2 separate regions of the Zea mays genome follow, and region 2 is linked to region 1. Evidence: chromatin contacts called from public Hi-C data. All regions are on one chromosome and are shown on one strand. Each heading gives the region's core, a stretch centred on a gene start, on an enhancer-like site or on the middle of the called end of the contact. The rest is flanking DNA. Distances are from core to core; before and after follow the strand shown. Region 1 holds the start of LOC100501832. Region 2 holds the start of LOC100284059 (coronatine-insensitive protein 1).

Region 1 (6,370 bases), core at 2,003-4,502:
GAACCAATATGGAAGTCTCCAAGCGTGCTGCTTATATAAAAAAGATATATGAGAAGACCAATGAAGCAATTGAGCTCAAAGCAGTGCGCAAGGCTGCAAGAATGAACAAGCATAGGAAGAAGTTATTTAAATCGGAGGACGTGGCTTGGATTCACTTGTGCAAAGAGCGTTTTCCTGATCAGCGCAAATCCAAATTGATGCCACGAGGGAATGGTCCATTTCGTGTTCTTGACAAGATCAATAATAATACATACAAGATAGATCTTCCACCAAGTTATGGCGTGAGCAACATGTTCAATATTGCTGACCTTTTACCATTTACAAGTGAAGACACTTCAGAGTCGAGGACGACTCCTTTTCAAGGGGAGGAGGATGATATGACCACGCCATTAAGCAACACATTACAACCCCCAAGTTATACTACATCAACTCAAGTACAACCAATATCATCACCAACCCGAGTCTTTGATGGACCAATTACACGTAGCCGAGCTAAGAAGCTACAGCAAGAGGTGCACGCGCTAGTCTTTGATGGACCAATTACACGTAGCCGAGCTAAGAAGCTACAGCAAGAGGTGCACGCGCTACTTTATGAATTTCAATTAAACACTAATGCGAACTTTATGCTACCTAAGTCGTGTATGTTGATATTACTTAGGTTCACCAAGAGAAAGGACAAAACATATCAAAGGCGAATCAGCAAGAAGAGCTACGTCCGAGTCAGTCCAGCGCTACAGAACCGTCCAGAAGAAACAGTCATAACTTTTGATTCCCAAAAGCTATGAAGGCCCATAAGTACTTTTTGGAAAGCTCTTGAAGTCTATTTTCCAATGCTTCTACAGCCGACTTAACCACATCTACCAGAAAGGCAGCCGACCTACTTTAGTGCTGACTGGTCAGAAGGTCAACAGTCTGCTTGATGACCAAGTTTTCGTATTAAACTGCATCATTCTACGAAGTTTAATTAAGCATGCTATATATGGTGAGAAAGCTTATCAAGTTAGCTTTCCAATGCAACCAGTCCCACGTCATTTGAAGATTCCTAAAAGAAGTTATTGCCAAAATACTGAAGGCTGCGCAGAAGTCAAACAACCACACGAAAATCAGCTCTGCAGATCTTCCGAAGAGGCTCCTTCACATTAGCTCGTGAAAATACTTTTATTTTGTGTTTATACCTCGCTAAGGCTGGTTGTTACTAGTATAAATACCCCCTATGTCTATGATGTAAGGCAGCTCATGATAATCTAAAACAGAACCCCTTTTGTTCAGTTGTGTGCTAACAAATATTGAGAGTGATCTCTACCCCTTTGCTCTTGTGAATTCCTTCGCGGGATTGCAGAAGCGGCGGCTTCATCCGCTCCCAATTGGTGCTCCTACTCCCTTCGAGGTCTCCTCGATTGATTGTAGGTTGTGTTGGTTGGTTCTTTGAGAGTGTGGTTGGGCGAATCCTCGATTCAGGCTGCCGGTTAAAGACGGTGGTTGGCTTCGAGTTTTATTTGTCAGGTTGCACTAGTTATCGCTGCTTGCAGCAAGTTATCTTGGCTTCTTTGAAGCTAGTTATCTGAAGATTGATCCTACGTCGTGAAGATCGGGCATCATGACGCATCACTTCGGCAAATCTTAAACAACAACTCAACGTTCCCTTCTCTATGGAGATAGTTATCCTCATGACATGGAGTATATGAAAGTGCCGAAATGCATGGTTATTTCAGAACACAAATCCAACGGTGCAGCAATGCAAGCATGAATTCATAAAGGAATCACTCATGGTCATCCATAAAGCATGGGAAAGATTTGATTCCTCTGCTCCTAACTGGCTACAACCATGGCAGTCCTAATTAACCCGTTCCTTGTATAATTTGGCTAACTATATACTCTAAACTATAATTTTTCAGTAGTAATAAAATTTTCAGTAGAGATTCCTCCCTCCTCTCAAAAAAAACCCCTGACGATGCCCGGCTGTACCTCCAGCTACAGCTTCTACGACCCCCGCCCCCAATTGGCCAATTCCCGCACGCGGCACGCGGACGACACGGCCGCCCCCATCCCTGCGCCGCAACCACCCAGCTAGCAGCAATTCACCGACCCGTGCGCACGCAAAATTCCACATGTGCGGCGCGTGGACGGGCGAGGGGAAGCGTCCAGGTCCCATCCGGCATATTCGCCGGCACCCGCCCCCCCCAACTCCACCCCACCGTCCGATACCTCGGGAAAGCGCAGGGCCCCTCAACGCGTGCCTCACTTGTCCGGGCCGTACACAGTCCGTGCCCCGTCGCGCCCATCTTTTGCCCTCGCGCAGCCGTCCATTTGCGTTCTCATCGCCTGTCGCGTCCGCATCACCAGCTTTCCCTTCCACCTGATTTATTTACAAGAAAAGGAATAAGCAATATAGCAGCACAATAATATGCGAAGAAATATGTTTTTTTTTGCAACAAATCAAACATACACAAAAAAAAATGATGAAGCATAAAGTGGAACCCTCACAGTACGTCCCTAGCACCTACGGACCCTTATTAAAAGTGCCCCAACGCCTTCCTTTGTTTTCCTCGCATTTGTCCGGCCTCCTGCGGGCTGCGGTTGTGCGCGCACTGCTATTTCCACACCTCCCCAGTGCGGCGGTGGTGGCCCAATCAAAGGCCAGCCGGGGGGCGCTCGAGGTCTCTCGTTGGACACCCGCCGCGGCCGAACAAGATCATGGGCTTCCAGGTGGCCGCGGTGGCACCGTCGCCGTGCGCGCGCTCCTCCTCCGCCTCAACGTCGCCCTCGACCTCCTCTCGGCCGTTGCCCGCCTTCCTTGGAGGAGGTGGCCGCGGGTGCGCCGGGCTCGCGAGATCCCGGTCACCCGTATACTGGGGAACCGGTGTGATGGTGCGGCCGCCGCCTCCAGCTCGGACGCCAGCGAGGTGCGCGCTGAGCGCGAGTTTGGATGGTATGGGTGGCGGGGACGCGGAGTTTATGAAGAGGATCGAGGAGCTCGCGGCGGCGGCTGGGTTGCAGTTGCAGCCGGCGGGCGCGGTGGGCTGCGGCTGGCCCGCGAGCGTGGAGCGGAGCGCGAGCAACGTCGGGCTGCCGCTGTCGCTGCGAATGATGAAGCGGAAAAGGCAGCAACAGCTGGTGGCGGCGGCGCGGCATCCGCGCTGGGACGAGGGGCTGCTGGTCTCCGCCGCCGGGGAGTCGGTGGGCCGCGCCTTCTCCTCGATGGTGCTCATTGTGCGGGAGCTGCAGAGCTTCGCGCTGCAGCAGATACGCGACGCGGTGGTCTGCGACGACCTGCAGGGCGTCCTGGCGCGCGTGCAGGGCGAGATGCACGCCTCCTTCGTCTGGCTCTTCCAGCATATCTTCGCGGGCACGCCGGCGCTCATGCTCTCCCTCATGCTCCTCCTCGCCAACTTCACCGTCCAGTCGATGGGCCACAGCGTCGCCGCTGCAGCCGCCACCATCCCCCCAACTCCGCCTGCCGAGCGCGCGGAGCCGTCCCGGTCCCGGTCCCGGTTCGACGCGGCTTCGGTGAAGGCGTTCTCTGTCGGCAGGACGGCCTCGGTCAGCGGGAACGACGGTGGGGGCGGCAAGACGCCGCCTGTCTCGGGCGCCACCGGCGATGGCCGGTCGGACGAGTCGTCCTTATATCGACCAAGCCGTGTGACGCCGCAGCAGCCCTCGGCACCCCCCGGGGCTGAGACCGCCGCCCAATACGCTGCGAACGCGGCGGAGGAGGCCATCTGGGAAATGATGCTCGCGGAGGCCTCCAAGATGCAGGCCAGCGCGCGCGCCGAGGAGCTGAGCGACTCGGACGTGCTGAGAGGCCTCGTCGCGCCGGTGGAGACTGAGCTGGAGACCGAGGACCACGCCGAGCACACGCTGACGCAGCAGAGATACGAGCAGGCCGTCGCCGCTGCGCCCAACAATTCGCTCATCCTCGCCAACTTCGCGCAGTTCCTCTACCTCGTGCAGAACGACCACGACCGGTCCGTTCCCCCCAAGCCCGTTCGACGAACTGACGACGCACCCGCAGTTGTTCATCAAATAGCTCACACGTCTCTTCGCAGGGCGGAGCACTACTTCGAGAGGGCCGTGCGCGCGGAGCCGGCGGACTCGGAGGCGCTGAGCTGGTACGCTACCTTTCTGTGGAAGGCGCGGAACGACCTCGCCGGCGCGGAGGAGACCTACCAGGAGGCCATCGCGGCCGACCCCGGGAACGCCCACCACGCCGCGGCCTACGCGCACTTCCTCTGGAACACCGGAGGTGACGACACATGCTACCCACTCGATTGACGCGCGCGCCGGCGCCGCCGAGGATCAACACGATCCGGGCCGGTCAAAAGAAGAAAAAAAATGGATTCAGGAAGTAAAGTTCTTGCAGCATGCACGGGGGCGGCCGCGCCCGCGCCGCGAGACGCCTAGACCACGGCGTCACACCTTGGCCCGGGCGGTGGAGTGGAGCTGACACGTGATATCGGCCCTTTACTTTTTAGTCTGATTAGAAGAGTGCGTGCGTGCGTGCCGTGGGCAGTGGAGTGAGCTGTGATCCAGGAGGACAGACATGGTGGTGGCGGTGGCGCTGATTCGCCCGCTCCGGGGAACCCGGGCAAATGGAGCTCTTGACCCGGCAGGGGAGATCAGGGTCCTGACTCCCGACGAACTTGTCAGGGCCGACCGGCGGCAGGGAGGCATGGACAGCTGGCTGTAGGAACACGCGTTAGAGTGCAGAGTCGTCGAGGGCGACGAGGTGGTGGGATGGATCATGGATGGATGTTCTTTGTTCTATGGCTGCGGAGTATAGCAACTCGCATCATGTAATTATGTAGATGTAGAAAAATAATAATAATATCCGAATAAGAGGTCGTGGTAATCCACGGTGCGTGCAATGTAGTAGTACCCTCGGATCTTGCGTGCAGCGTGCTTCTCTGATCCCGATACTAGCTCCATGGGACTGCTATGCTACCATCGGCGACCTCGATCATGCTCTGCGTTTCCAGGTGGAAAGTGGGAATGTCGAGTGCACACCGAGCACGAATCTACTTGAACACGTACTTCCTCCGTGAGGTTGTGGCCCGTGCATACCACCATGTGCCCGAGCCAGTCTATCGTATTATCGTACAGCAATTGGCCGGCGGCGGCAGGCTAGTTCAGCTCGTAAACAGGGAAGTCCTTCACTGACTGAGAGGCCGTGAACGCTACCTAGTTCCCCCCTATAGGCTCTAGTCACTTGCCGAGCAGCACTGGCCACCTATTAGACTGAGTCCAACAATGGACCTAAAATATTGAGACCCAAAACGTTCTATAGGTACCCCAGTCTGTTTAAGTAGATAAGAAAAAAAACCGAATCTCCAACAGGTGACCTGAAATGGGTTTCAGTCCAACGACGTCGTCTGCTTTTCTTTCCAACAGGTGCCGCCGCCGCCGTTGTTTCTTTTTTTCTTTCCTTTGCTCTTTCTCTCTTTCCGTTTGTTCCGAGTATCACCGTTCGTTCCACACGACCTATTTATCCTTGCAAGGTCCCCATATCTGGGTTACGTACGGGTGGAAGCCCAGAATAGGTTCTAACTTTAGTTAGCCTGTTAGAGAGGGCACAGATTGCAAACAGTGTCTATTTATAACCTATTTTGAGTTTAAGTCAGATTTTAGGTCCTTTGTTGGACTCAGTCTTACGGCAACACATTATCGTCTTTGCTGGGAAAAAAAAGAAGATATTTACCAGATTTTCACGGGTGCTGTGCCGCGTGCCACAATCGCCGTCACCGGACCCGCCTTTTTTGACTGTTTTACACTACGCACTGGAGAACGTTAACACGAAACATAACCCGTCGCACTCGTCCACCGCCGGCCTGCTTGCTCGCTGGCCGATATTCCTCGCCGGGCCCGGGATCACGGGAAAGAGTACAAGCCGGGGCTTGGTTTGCTCTGCAGAATGCGGGGTTTCGACGGCTCGGGTCTTTGGTTTGGTCCGGCACGATGCACTGACGCGACCTGGAGATGGGATGGGACCATGCCCTGACGTCGCCGGCGCATGCAACCTTGACGGGGCGCCCGGCACATGCCTTGCGATTCGCTGCTGGAGCTGGACAAATGCGTTCTGTATCGGCGTGATTGGTTCCTTGCCTGGACAGAGCCTGGTTGAAACCTTGATGCAGGTCGAGCGCCTAAATAAATGGATGCAAGTGATAATTAGTTTAGTTGTTTGGTTGTCTGTATTAAATTAGCCAGGATTTGATGGGAGTGCGTTTGGTTGTCTATATTTAATGAGCCATGATTTGATGGGCGTGTGTTTGATTCATCTGCTGCTGTTGGGCGTGTATACAGATCTAGGCGTGCCACACTAAAGTTGTAACAACTAAACAACTTAAAAATTTACACAATTTACCAGCTAAAC
Region 2 (6,370 bases), core at 1,308-3,807, 300 kb before region 1:
AGCTCGGACACCATTGTCCAGTGGCAAGTCTGTTATCCTCTCTTCTCTATCAAGTAGAACAAGCCGGAAGTCGTATAGTTTTTTGCAGAATGTCCCGATAGATTCCAAGGCCCCATTGGTTATATCAGACACATAGGCAGCTATATATTCCAGCTCACGGCAACCTACGGCTATAGCCGTCAAGCCCACTTGAGAGACCCCTCCCTGCTCTTCTTGCACACCTCCTTCATCATCTCCTCGCTCTATTCTGAGCCTTTGGAGCTTCTTGCACGTATCCGCAACAACTCCTAATCCTCTATCTCCAATCACATTCCTCACCTATCGGAAAAAATATACTGTCAATTACCATGAAAAGATTGCCAATTCAGTATCTTCATAATTTACATGAGCAGGAGATGATACCGCGAGAACTAGTAAGTTCGGGCATTTTGCAATGAGCTGGCAATGGTCCTCAGTGGTGAGGAAAGTGTATTGCAAATCCAGCTTCTTTAGTATTGCAGAAAAAGGGAACATAATGGGCATTTCATTTGTTCCCATGTAAGTAAGTCCCAAGGAGCATAGTCTTGATGGAAATTTAACATTCACATACTTGCTGAGTTCCCCTTGCTCATTGAATGTCCCTCCAGCAAATTCTTCCAGTGCTGTGGCAAATTGGAAGAACTCTATCAAATCTGAAAGATCGCAGTCACTAATCTTCAATGAAATCAGTGACTTGCAGCTCTTTGCAAGAAGCTTTAGGTCAGCTGGCATCACTTCAAGCTCAGTCATGTGGAAATTCAATGTTGTCAGAACAGGACAGCAGACTGCGAGATCGTGGATCCATTCACTGCCCTTATCATCAATTTGACATTCTTCCAAAAATAAAGTCCTCAGTGATCTGATGAAATTTAGCACCACAAGTTAGTGTAATGATTTCATCACAATATTAGCAGCTATAAGGATACCAAATGGGAAAATCAAATAACAAAAGGATGCACTACAGCCTACAGGCAACTAAATGTAACCCCATTTTAGCAATCAACAAATAACAATCCCTGTCCTGACACCTAAAATCTGCATGTCAAGGGGGTGATCAGGAAACGCAAAAGCTCCTAGCAGAATACAGAAAAACGATAGACATATGCCATGTTTACATGTTGCTTGGGAATTTTGTTAGAATTTTAGAACTAGGAGAATCACAGAAGTTCAACTCAACTAGTCGATAGTATCCTTGTTTTAATTGGAATTGCATTAAATATTGCCAACAATCCATGCTACACGTAAATTTGGGGCCATTTAAAGACTCCTTTTCTGGTAGATCCATCCAAAGACAAAACACAGCCTAATCTTCAATAGCTCCCTTATTTGATTCCCTGCTCTCAGTGGTTTGCTCGATGACTCAACTTTTCTTTATAATATAATATATATCGAGTAAGGCATCGCATAATCAAATTATTGACAATCAACACCATCAATTAAACTTTCTTTTTTGGAGAAACCTGCAGCAGAAGCCACGAATTGTAATGATACAGGTTTGAAGATGCACTCCTACGACTTCTGCTTTGATCTTCTATGCTTAGGACTTAGGATTAGGAGTTAGGATGTGTAATCATTTGAGAGCAGCCAACCCAATTTTGTGCGCCAGATCTCAAGCCTGCTTTTCGGTAATAACTTTCCCCAAGGTACCACAAGTTTCTACTTGCAGAAAGTGACGCTCGGTTGGGTGCTATACTGCTATGGCTAAACCGTTACGGGGAATCAACGACTAAACAGTACCCCTTCTCCTTGCCACCATTCCCAGTAACCCCAATTCGATCTTACTTGCTCCACACCCAGATCGGAGCTAAAAAAGAGCAAGAGAATCGAGGAGTACGAGTACCTGCAGGAGCGGGCAACGAGGCGGAGTCCATGAGTGGAGAAGCCGGTGCACTTATCGAGCTTCAGCTCCTGCAGCATGTGCCCCCTGGCACGGACGAGCTCGGCGAGGTCGTCGTCTGTGACGACCATGCGTCGGAGGTGGAGCGCCTTGAGGCACTCGAGCGGCGCGGCGAGCTCGGTGATCCACGGGCGGGCGTAGGCGCCCCAGTCGTCGGGTATGAGCCCGTACATGGCCGCGCGGGGCTTCCCCTTCACCGCGAGCGACTCGAGCCGCGGGAACCGCGCGAGCAGGCGTGCCGGGGAAACGGCGTAGCAGAAGGGCACCGTCACGTGCTTCCGCGAGAGCGCGTCGACGCGGTGCCACCGGTGACACACCAGCGACGCGGCCTCCCGGTCGCGCGGGTCCTCGACGAACCCCATCACGAGTTGCAGCATCTCCTCGGGAACCCAGCCGCCGTCACCGCCGCCGATGCTCAGCGCCCGGGTCAGCCGCCGCGGCTCCGGCGCCTCCCCACCCATCGATCCCGATCGGACTGCGGACGGATCAGGCTAGCTCGCAGGCTCCGCTAGCTTTCTACCGCAGCAGCTCCACGTCGGCTCGACAACGATCTGCTCCAGCGAGGGGCGGAGACATGGGATTCCCTCCTCTGCTCCCACTCGCCCTGATTCGGTAGTGCTTGAAGCTGCAGCAAGCAGGGGTGGAGAGAATTATTGGAGGGAGAAGAGAGAGTGGAGAGGAGGACCAGGTGGGGTGGGGATTGGGGAAGCGGCGTTTACTTCAGCGCGATCCAGCTGAGGATGCCAAGCCACGTCGGCAGGGGACCGGGGTGGGGAATTTGCTCGGCGCACACGGACGCACGGCACGGACACACACTCTGTCGCCGGCGGTCTGGTGTCTAGTGTCCTGGCTCGAGTTGGACTGGCTTGGTGGAAACAATTACATAATACTGTACTACAGTTTATTTACTATAATAGTTTTTCTCTAAAAGCTATTTTTAGCTAACTTCACAGTAAACTAAAAATACTAGCTCTTTCTTTTTTTTTCTTTGCTACAATTTTCAAAAGAAAATGTTTTACCAATGTTTAATAAATAAATTTGACTCTATTGATAAAGCTGTTTTTAAAGACAAAACCAACAAAATCTAATTCATCAATGAAGCAGAACCACGGATCCGGATGCTAAGAGCAGTTGTACCATGTGAGCGTTAGATGAAGGCTATCATTGAGCCTGTTCAGTTGTGTTTATTTCTAATTACCTACTGTTGTATGCACAATGTTCCATGAAACGGCTTTTAGTCAGAACCGTTGTACTGCCATGCTGTAGAATTCAAGCGAACGGGATGATTCGGCTTGTACTTTTGAGCTACTTTAGTCATTCATAATGGTGTGTCAACATGCTATCATAAGATGATGGTGTTGGGACCCATCTTACACCAAACGCCGGAAAAAACGGTGTTCTCTGCAAGAGCGCGGATAGTCTGCGGCCCTGCACTGGACAGTCCACGACATCGCTGCAGGAGCAGCTTCTCCCTATATGCGTGTCGAACGCACCACGCCTGAGGTTTTTGAACGGTTCATGCGTGCGTAAAGAGTCTTTTTGTTGAATTATTAGATATTTTTCAGATTAAATTCTGAATATAAATCATGACCAAATCAAAAGAACTGAAGTATAAAATCAAATCAAATGATGCGTACTGATCAGACATACTGGTAAATAACGCGGGCCGGAAGCAGCAGGGTCGACGACGTCGAAGCAGCGGGGCCGATGACGTCGAAGCAGCAGGGTTCGACGACAAGATCGCGAGCAGTCGCGTAAGGACGCTTCCCAAAAACCTTATTCGCCCTCTCCCGGTGCAGGATCTCGAAGGCGAAGGGTTCCGGAGACCTGCCCTCCCGAGCGCAGATGCACGTCGGCGGTCGGGATGAAGAGAACTACGATGGCGGCGCAGTTGTGAGTAGAGGCGAAAATTAGGATGAGTTTGATGTTGGCTGCCAGGCGCCTTATATAGGGCCGAGTCCGCGAACCGATAACTATCTGTGATCCGATCTGCATGCGAACAGCCAAGCAACCAAAAAATAAAATGGCAAAAGGAAGTCGCGCCCCCGCAAGGCGAGGGGCCGGATTTCGACGGACCATTCACGAGCATGTCGTGCCCCCGCGCCCCGCCCCGCCCCGGCCTGGCCAGGCGATCGAGCGCACGTGTGGTTCTCCACACTCTCTCCTCTCATTCATGACTTGGTGAGTGAGTGTAGCCTCCATATTTAAACTAGTTTCACTCCACTTAGACTAGCAATATGGTACTAATTGTTCCACCATTTCCTAGCCATACCCATACATAGGCTTTTGAGATTTTTCTAGGATTTAATTGAATTTCTCAATTGGGCCTAGCCCATAAATCCAACAATCCCCCACCAGATCTCAAATGTTCACCTGCAGTTTTGCCACTGTTCAATAATGTTTAATATACTAGTGTTTCAGCAGAGACTGTTAAGTTGAACTTCCGCCTAGAACTCCAAGCTACACCAACCCACAACTTAGACAATGGACTATGCCTTGAATTGCAAGTTTTGTGTGAATGGTTTTCACTTAAAGCCATAACCAGTACCTGGCTACCAGTAGTCCCCTTCTCGGGTGGAGCATATACGTCGTACTCCAAGGTCTCTTCATGAGTTTACTAGAGATCACCCTGATTTCATATACTACGACGTTAGACAGTCTAACTCATATAGGTGTGTTCTTTCAAGAATGTTATGCAGGACAACATCTTCGCTAATAAAAGACAACAAAACACATTAAGGCACAAAGCCAACCTGCCTTACAACATTTGAGAGTATTGCATCTTTACTTAGAGAGGGTCAAAGGTTACTCTCCTAAATTCACCAATGGATTGTTCTTCCCAGGACCTAATTCACGGGATCTCCAATCACATAGACTGGGTTTCCACCATGGAAACTTATACAGGTCTCATACTCATCTCTCTCGATGCGATTTCTATCACATTACCTGGTAGTCCCTTTGTATACAATGAGAATATAGTTGATCTCCCTATTTTATGTGCCATATATTCATCATAACAAGAGCATACCTATAAGTAAGAGTGATTAGTTAAAATGGTACTAAAATGGAATATGCATCATGTTGATGTCTTATTTTGTGTGCATTTTGTGAAAATATAAAATAATGTAAAAAGAAATATATTAAAGTCCAAAGTGGAATTTAAAATCTAAAAAGGAATTCTAGAATTTAAGAAAAGAGAAGCACTAATAATCACCAAATGAATATTAAATAGGTAAATTACCCCTACCATGTGTAAGAGGAACATTTTATGAGAAAACAAATGTGCTAAGAAGTTTAAACTTGAATGGGAATTTAAATTATGAAGTTGAAAATTAAAAAGAAAAGAAAAGGAAAAGCAAAATATAAAAGAAAAGGGGGAAGCGCTTGAATGGGCTAGAACCTCGCTTTTGGCCCACCCATAGAAACGCACTGCGCGACCCATTGTGCCTGCACTCTCGCGCGCGCCGCTCGCATGACAGACGGGGTCCACATGTCAGACTCCTTACCCGCGCGCGCTACTACCGCAGGCACTGACCCACAGGGCCCACTGGACAGCCGTTCGTCCGTGCCCGGGCGACCAAATCGTTACGCTGCGCTGTGGGACCTGCTGGTCAGCAGTAACTCCACCTCCGCGCGCATGGCGGACCTCACCTAACCCACGTGTGCATGCCGGCGCGACCGAGAACCCCGGAGCTCCGCTGTTGACTACCATTCGTGGGTGCCGACCATTGCGGAACTCGGGGACGATATAAACCCGCGCCCCCGTCGTCCATAGGCGGTTTCGCCTAATACCAAGAATCGGAGCGGGGGAAGAAATTGAGCCGCCGCGCGATTCGTCGTTCACAAGGTCGATTGGCGACTCTGATAGTGTGCGGGCAGTGCGGGGTAGAAGTGGGTAGCTCGTCGAGGAAGCCGCGGACACAGGGGTGCCAGATTCGACGGGAATTTCTCACCGGAGGTCCACGGACGCGCAACCACGTGGCAGGCCGCTAACGTCTCAAATCCGAGGTAAAAATCACCTTCCTGCTCTTTGTCCTACTCTCCTCTACATGTAGCAACGTATTTGAGTTTAGGGGCCTGGATGCCTGGATTGAGGGCGCCGGCCATGGCGCCGCCGTAGGAAAGGGCGCGGGGCCGCCGGTGTTGGCCGTGAGAGAGCTAGGAGAGAGAGTTAGATCTGGGCAGCGATCGGGCACCATCCGATCCCAAATTAGCGTCTCAGATCAAAACCTAGAATACCGATTCGTGTATTGGAGGCCGACCGTCAGATCCGAATATACGCACAAGAGTAGATCGGAGAATTTAAAATTGTGACCGCGGATCCTAGAATCAACAGTGTATGGTGTGTGCGGTTCAGGCTAGAGGATGGATCTAATCTAAGGCGCTTATCCCCGATCCAACGACCGGAATAGCTCCATAACGTTTCGCGATGGCTAGTTCACAAAAGAGCCCCTG

What was found. A called contact is a pair of places that touch in the nucleus more often than the background predicts.
Region 2: a contact with region 1 is called in a Hi-C map of leaf, with 5 times the contacts expected there. The contact joins the promoter of LOC100284059 here to the promoter of LOC100501832 in region 1. A contact is called at or near these places in 3 of 25 Hi-C or Micro-C datasets (bundle sheath and leaf).

Annotation. Positions count from the first base shown.
Region 1 is chr8:98,360,992-98,367,361 of Zm-B73-REFERENCE-NAM-5.0, reverse strand. It overlaps LOC100501832, which reads left to right and starts at 3,252. Exons shown (of 2, transcript NM_001196483.1): 1 at 3,252-3,965; 2 at 4,047-4,371. The coding sequence starts at 3,304. The coding sequence ends at 4,272.
Region 2 is chr8:98,659,555-98,665,924 of Zm-B73-REFERENCE-NAM-5.0, reverse strand. It overlaps LOC100284059 (coronatine-insensitive protein 1), which reads right to left and starts at 2,557. Exons shown (of 3, transcript NM_001156957.1): 1 at 1,859-2,557; 2 at 403-877; 3 at 1-318. The coding sequence starts at 2,376.